2 separate regions of the Gossypium hirsutum genome follow, and region 1 is linked to region 2. A link is a contact called in public Hi-C data. All regions are on one chromosome and are shown on one strand. Each heading gives the region's core, a stretch centred on a gene start, on an enhancer-like site or on the middle of the called end of the contact. The rest is flanking DNA. Distances are from core to core; before and after follow the strand shown.

The links. Hi-C and Micro-C count contacts between places; a contact is called where the count stands out from the background.
Region 1: a contact with region 2 is called in a Hi-C map of leaf, with 5 times the contacts expected there. The contact joins the promoter of LOC107892248 here to the enhancer-like site in region 2. A contact is called at or near these places in 14 of 34 Hi-C or Micro-C datasets (anther, callus, cotyledon and 4 more).

Annotation. Positions count from the first base shown.
Region 1 is chrD09:9,777,183-9,780,828 of Gossypium_hirsutum_v2.1, reverse strand. LOC107892248 (serine/threonine-protein kinase STY13) reads right to left here and starts at 2,319. Exons shown (of 6, transcript XM_016817272.2): 1 at 1,639-2,319; 2 at 1,395-1,527; 3 at 1,082-1,274; 4 at 564-691; 5 at 327-485. The coding sequence starts at 1,769.
Region 2 is chrD09:9,735,013-9,738,497 of Gossypium_hirsutum_v2.1, reverse strand. It overlaps LOC107892249, which reads right to left. Exons shown (of 5, transcript XM_016817273.2): 5 at 2,502-3,172. The coding sequence ends at 2,812. Among protein-coding and RNA genes, the nearest start is that of LOC121221441, 4.8 kb to the left of the region's middle. Within about 2 kb of position 1,342, at least 4 of the 9 cell types and tissues checked have an H3K27ac peak or open chromatin away from gene starts, as enhancers often do. A contact at or near this core is called in cotyledon and fibers, where this site is marked.

The DNA of each region.
Region 1 (3,646 bases), core at 1,070-3,569, 41 kb before region 2:
TGAGTTTATTCTTGGTGAGATTAATTTCGAGAAACTGCATTGTGATTGTAGGTGGGCATAAAAAGCCCCCATTTTGACACTTTTGAAAGTAAGAATTACTTGAGTTGGACTGATGGTATCGTTAATGGGAAGGCTAACCTATCAAGATTCAAAAGTGGTCATATATCATTTATCATTCACAACATACTAGTCTTACTGTAAAATGACACAAGGGTGGTTTTGCAGATAGTTCTTTCAGCATCGAGTGAGCTTTTCAAACGCAGACAGACATACTCGAGAAATCATCCTTTTAAGTGTTACTCTAAAACAAGGCTCCAAATCATTACCTTAAAAGCAGCTGCATATGCTGCTTGTAAATTCGACATGCCTTCAAAAGGCAACTTGTTATGAATAAGTTCCCACAACACAATAGCAAAGCTGTAGGCATCCACCTTATGGTTGTAATGCTTTTTCTCTCCGTGCCTTAACGTAACTGTGCTATAAAGCTGTTAGAATAGGTAAATGTGTCAGCATCTTAAAAAGTAAAAAGAAAACCGAAGATAATAGATAATTCAGCATATTACCTCAGGAGCCATCCATCGGTACGTCCCGGTTTCAGCAGTCATCATTTCTGTTAATGACTCTTCTCTGGCTAAACCGAAATCTGCTAGTTTAACCGTTTTATGGTCCTCGGTCAAGATCAAGTTCTCGGCAAAAGGGAACAATTTATCAGGATCCTGCAAATATTGCATAAAGTTTACTTAAAAACCATTATTGCTTTCAATTAATTCAAGTACGAAACTATGGATCCGGCAAGTAGAAGCATAAAATCCAAACAAAAGATAGGACCATATTTATGTCACTATCAGTTTAACTTAATTCAAGTCACTATGGCCTCCCACAACATATAATGTTTAGCTTGGGCCCTGCTCGGAATCGCGCCTTCACTAGCAGTTTAACAAATACGGAACACAAATTCATCACTACCAAATCATTAAAAAGCTTACTACCCTTTTCATAAGTAAAAATTGCCAAACTTTTCAAAGAATGCTACTTATATAAGCACACCAAGAAAGGTTATATAGACATATAGTCATACCCGGTTTAAGGTCCCGATGAATGATCCCATGAGAGTGTAAGCATTCCATTGCACGAGCAATGTCGAGTGCGAATCCAATCACAACACGCATGTCCAAACACTTTGGCCGCATATTAAGAAGGTATTTACGTAACGTACCGCCTAGTAGAAGCTCGGTTACAATCACCATGATAGGTTCCTTGCAAGCTCCAATAAACTACACAAACATGATAAAACTTCATGATTTACAGGTATTCATATGAACAAATACAAGGAACATAACAAAACTAAGCAACAAGAATCAATGGTATAATATATATAATTTATTCAAAGTAACCTTCACTAGATTTTTATGTTGAACTCTGGATAACATAGCAACTTCCCTAGCAAACCTTCCTTCTCTTCTTGCAATCTCTTCAGGGGTTTCCCCTCTTCTAACAACTTTAATGGCAACTGTCTGATTTTTATATCTAAATGCATCCAATGGATTAAAAAGTACACTTAGAAAAAGAGAGAGCTAAATTGAGGTCCAAAAGGAGGAGCTTGAATTGAATTCAATTAATTAGAATTTTTAGACTTACTTTCCTTCATAAACTTTAGCATGAGCACCTTCTCCAATCTTGGGACCAACAAAAAGCTGCCGAGGATCGATCAACCACTTAGCATCTATACTGAAATCTTGAGTTGAAAAAAACCCATTTTTAGATCCCATCTTTTGGAATCCACCTTTCTCAAAACATGAATTTAATCGAAAAATCCCACATTTGAAGTAAACAGAAAAAAGGGTTTTAAAAGCCACAACTTTTCATAGGTGAAAAAAAATGGAAGTCACCAAAGACATGCCTTTGCCTACATTAAAGTATATACAAAACATAAACCCATACCCAAAAATCACGGATTACAGATCCAAAAAACCATCAAGAACTGCTCTTTAATGGGAAGCAAAGAATAAAGACCCACATGTTTTTCCACCAACAAAAACAAATTAATTAAAAAAAAAGCACAAAGACCCTTCTGTAATGAAGCAACCAGCAAGCTCTGACACAGGAAAGTTTTTTAAAAGAAAATAATGGGAAAGTGAGGTTAGTAAGCAATAGAAATATATAAAGGGAAAAAGGAAAAAGCATTTAATGGGGGAGGCTTGATTGTGAAGGGAGTTTTGCTCATGAAATATGGCGGATGGGAAGTGGTTACTGGTTTTTGAGAAAGACAAAGATGGTTGTTTTCCACACGGTACATTGTAATGGATACTCTTTTTCTTCTTCTTCTCTTTATAAGAAAAAAAGAAAATAAAAAAGTTGAAAAAAGAATTTTTATTTTCATTGGTTTCTTGTGTTTTTTCTTGGTGAATCTTTGTCAGAAACAACAGTGATTTTATTGCTTCTTTCGTCCTTTTTCATTGTTTTTTTCTTTCAATAATAATAACACCATTTTTTTGTTTTATTTAATGTCGATATTTCATGTTATTATTCATTTAGAGTGTTTATAATAATAAAAAAGCGAACATAATAAATTAATTTATTGTTTAATAATAATATTATATTCACATTATAATTTTCTCTAAATTAATCAATTTATTATTTTATAATATATTTTTATTTAATTAATTGATGGATTTCATGTGTTAGATATATATATATATATTTTAATTTGGTATTTTTTAAAATTGTTGTAGGATAAGGTGGCAAAAAAATCCTAATAAGATTTAGCTAAATAATTTTTCATAATTCCTTAGAATTTTTTTTTTAAATGTAGCATAAAAAAATTCGCAATAAAGCCGACCTTATTAAATTTATATTTTATTACGTCCTTCGGTGATTAATTAACTTTAATTAATGAAACATAAGACCGTTGACTTTCTTTATAATAATATCTCACCGACATCTTGACCTTTGACTACGTCATGAAATAATTAGCTGCCACGTCCTCATTTGATCGTACTGTTTCCCTCGGCTTTCCTGATTTACCCTTATTATGATAACGTGTCAAATTCCCATTTGTTGAATGATTACAGGGTTCAGCTCCTCTATTTCCCTAATTTTTATAATGTTATCGCTTTCCCTATTTATAAAATTAAAAAATTCAAATATATTCCAAGTTTTTATAATATATGAATATTTAGAATTTAATCAAATTTTTCGAATTTAAAAATGTAAATTTAATTATTAAAATAATTTTCTTTCTGTTAATAATTAAATTTGGATTTCAAAATATGAAAAATAGAAATGTTAAATTTCAAATACACGAATAATATAAGAATTTATAGTATATTTTAACTGAAATAAAAAAAATTTTAAACAATCTACATGGAAAGTGCCTGATGAATAGTAAAAAAAAATATGTTAAGAAAGGTGAAAAGATTTATTTAGATTGTAAAGTGATATTTACTTTTTTGACTTCAATATTTCCCCTAATCTTAGCTTAAATAAAAGAAAAGATATTGGAAGACTTGACTTTAATTGGAAGCTTATATTATGATTGAAAATAACAACTACCCCATCCAAATCCAATTAGCTAAGATAAACTTTCAATAATATTATAAATCTTAATATTAGATTTTCGAGTTAATGAAGGAGGACGTAGGTTTAA
Region 2 (3,485 bases), core at 93-2,592:
TTTTCATCTAAGCCACTAAACTATACAAAAGCTTTTTGTTAAGTCACTAGGTTGTTAAGTTTATTTTTAAAGAAGTTCAACTAGCATACTCCAAGCTACGATTCTACGATTAGTACGACAGATCGATTCCCATCGACAAGTAGAAGAACATAACTTAGATATAACTCGATCTGATGATTAATATCTGAGATCGAAGAAAAAAGTTATTCAAATTTTAGTTGTAGATTCGTGACATTCAAAGTTGTTTCATGAAAAGAAACTAACTATAAAAGATAAGGAGGAAAGCTTTTGACTGTTGTAGGTGATACGAACAGAGAAGCCCATACAACAACGATTTTGTATATTTTAAAATTGAGTGACCAAAATATAAACTTACTAATAATTTAGCGACCTTGAATGTAATTTACTCAAAATAAAATTAGAGAAAAAAAAAACTTAGTTTTGAAGAATCCGTTGTAGAGAAAATCAAGTAGTAGGAAGGAGGCAATAGCTTCATCTTCGTTTATATACTAATACCCTAAACTAATATAAAATAAGATTAATTTCGTTTTGATAATTTTTAAATTTCTAATCTACATGAGAAAGTAACATTCTTACCTTTTACCATGGGAATCACAACATGTTTATGAAAAAGTAATTTTTAACAAAAAATTAGATTCCAATTAAAATAAATAAAATTTGACATACTAAATGTTGAAATCACTACCCAACTAATTAAATTTCCAAAAAAAAATACGCTTTCCATCATACCAAAGTTTGCCTAATACCTAATAGTATAGTATACACATATAGATATGAAAAAATTTAAAGTATATTTATATAAAAAAACCTATATTAGGTACATAATGAAATGAAAAACATGGGTAGTTTGTTGTAGGAAAATAGAAAAAGTAAATCTCAATTTAATATGCATGAATATTCCAAAATCAATAACCTAATCGACCATTATATCTTGAAAATAATAGAAAACCCAAAATATATCTCAATCTCAATTATAATTACTATTTACTTTTCATTTTCTTAAGCAATCTTTAATATCCACATAATTATTATGCATACCCTAAACAGGTTAGCATTTAATACATTTTTAGTGAAAATTTTTCCATGTCCGTTAATTAATTTTTTACTTTTACCTTTTTTTAATCATGATTTTTTAACTCTATTTCTGGACAAAGAACTGCAGATTCGAGCTACTATTCGACTCGGTAAGTTAAGCAGCAAGCAATAGCATAGATTGGGTGAAACAACAGGGATTATTTCACCATTGATCTCAATGCTTCAGTCACAAGATGATGAAGCCATTGAAGCTTCTCTATTGCCTCCGGCAGTGGAAGAAGCTGGTGTCATACCTGCTGCATTGTTGGACCTTTTTCGATGCCAAAATCCAGAACTGACCCAACTTATGATCGCTGCGATGTTGATCTTGCCATCTTCCACAGCTAACAAGCTGGTAATTGCTTCATTGTAGAAATCCTGAACCTGGTAAATGATGATCCAAACAATATTAGTAGCTTTAGCATGCAAGCAATTATAGATGCAATAGCTACACTTTGGAATCTGTCAATTTGTCGTCAGATAATTACATCAAAATGGCTTCTTCTGGTGTAATATATAGCTTGCTTCAACTTATCCATTGTTCCGAAAAGGTGAAAAGTCATCTAAGCTGACAGAAAGCAATGGCACTACTAGAAAACATTGTTTCTTCGTCAGAGGATCCAAGAAGGGACTGGTGGAGCAATTAGGGTTCTAGCGGAAGCAGTGGAAGAGGGTTCACCACAAGTGCAAAGAGCATGTCATCAGAATCCTCCGTATATGCTGGAGATGTAGTATATTGATGGAAGGTGTAATGCCAAGGCTGCTTCAACTCACAGTAGCTGGAACCTGGAGAGCTTAGAATACAGCTCGAAAGCTGTTAATTCTTCAGCAGGATTACTCAGATTACGCGTCGACAACAAGTAAACAATCAAAGCATGACATTGTAGAGCATATTATGATGGCGAAGCAAGATGGAGAGAAAGTTACAGGTTCAACACTGAGGTTGGTCTTTAGGATGATAACTCTTTAGCCTATAGATTTCAGGCTCACTCAAAGGGTAATTGAAATCTCTGTAATTAAATACTGGTATTTGGTGCTGCTTAACCTGATTTTCTAACATCGGTGAATGCAAAGGCAATTAATTCAAACAGGTTATCTGCACTTTACATGAATTCGGATTTCCAACACTATCCAAACCAAAACCGCAGCAATTCAAATATAAGATATATAAGAGAATCCACCATGGATATTAAAATTAACATCCAAATCCACAAAAATCAAATCAAATAATGTTGGATATCGATTTTTACCATCCATTGCCATCACTACGGGAAAAAAAATACTGAAATAAGAGCTTCATTACACGACCCTCCAGTAAGAGAAACAAGACTCTCTTATAACCTGTTGAAAGAGACTCTTCTGCAAATCATTGAAAGAAAACAATATCTCCACAAAAACCAGGACTATTGTGTCAAGATGAAGCACTCAAACTCCATTCGTATAATGTTAATAAAAACAAAGTCATACATATAATGAAATATCTAACTTTGAGCAGATATCAACTGGAAAAAACCAGTGGGGGTAATATTTCATCCCTACACCAGCTAAAGTTTGGTACTTCAAATCCCTGTATAGTAAAAAGTGACTATAGTATCAATCTCCCAAACAAGTTTGTGGTTTGGAGGATTATTTTACTAACTATTTTGCCTCAGGGACCAAAAAAAGGGGTATACAACACACAAGCAAACAGTGAGACATTGGATTACAAGGATTACTTCAGCCTGACCTTCTATAATGGCTATAAGCCACCGCAATGGTTGCAACAACTCCAACCACGGCTGCTGCTGTAAGAACGTGATGTTGCTCCCATGATTCTACCCAGCTTGTCAATTTGCACATCCCAGTCTTTCCACACACTTCTCTTGGCTCTTCACTTTTCTCTTTTTCATTTGCTTCCAAACTAGCAGTCATGCAACAGGTAAACCCATTAGCACCCTGACAACAACCATCCACATTTTCCTTTGTCTTCTGAGTAGTAGTTTCTTCGTGCTTCTCATTTTTCTTCACTTCAGTCCCATTTGGAAGCTTCTGTTCATCTGTTTTATCACCTCCTTCAGTAGAAGCCCCCATTTGACCCCTGTAGATGTATGGATTATACATGTTTTCATCTTACATTTAATTGAGAAGAATATAAGTGAACTACTTACTAAGTATAATAGAAAAATATAACACTAGAAACAATTGAAAGCTTAATATGGCATATGCGATGAGTCACGCAATTGACATGGAGCTTCCTAGCGGCAAGGCACACTGTAAAATAAGCAGTCGTAGTGTGAACGATTTTACTAAAATCCTAACAAAAATAAGGAGCACAGAGACAGAAAAGAAAACTTTCATTAGAGCATTTTAGGCAATTTTTGTTTACACCGAACTGACCAATTAGACCGGTT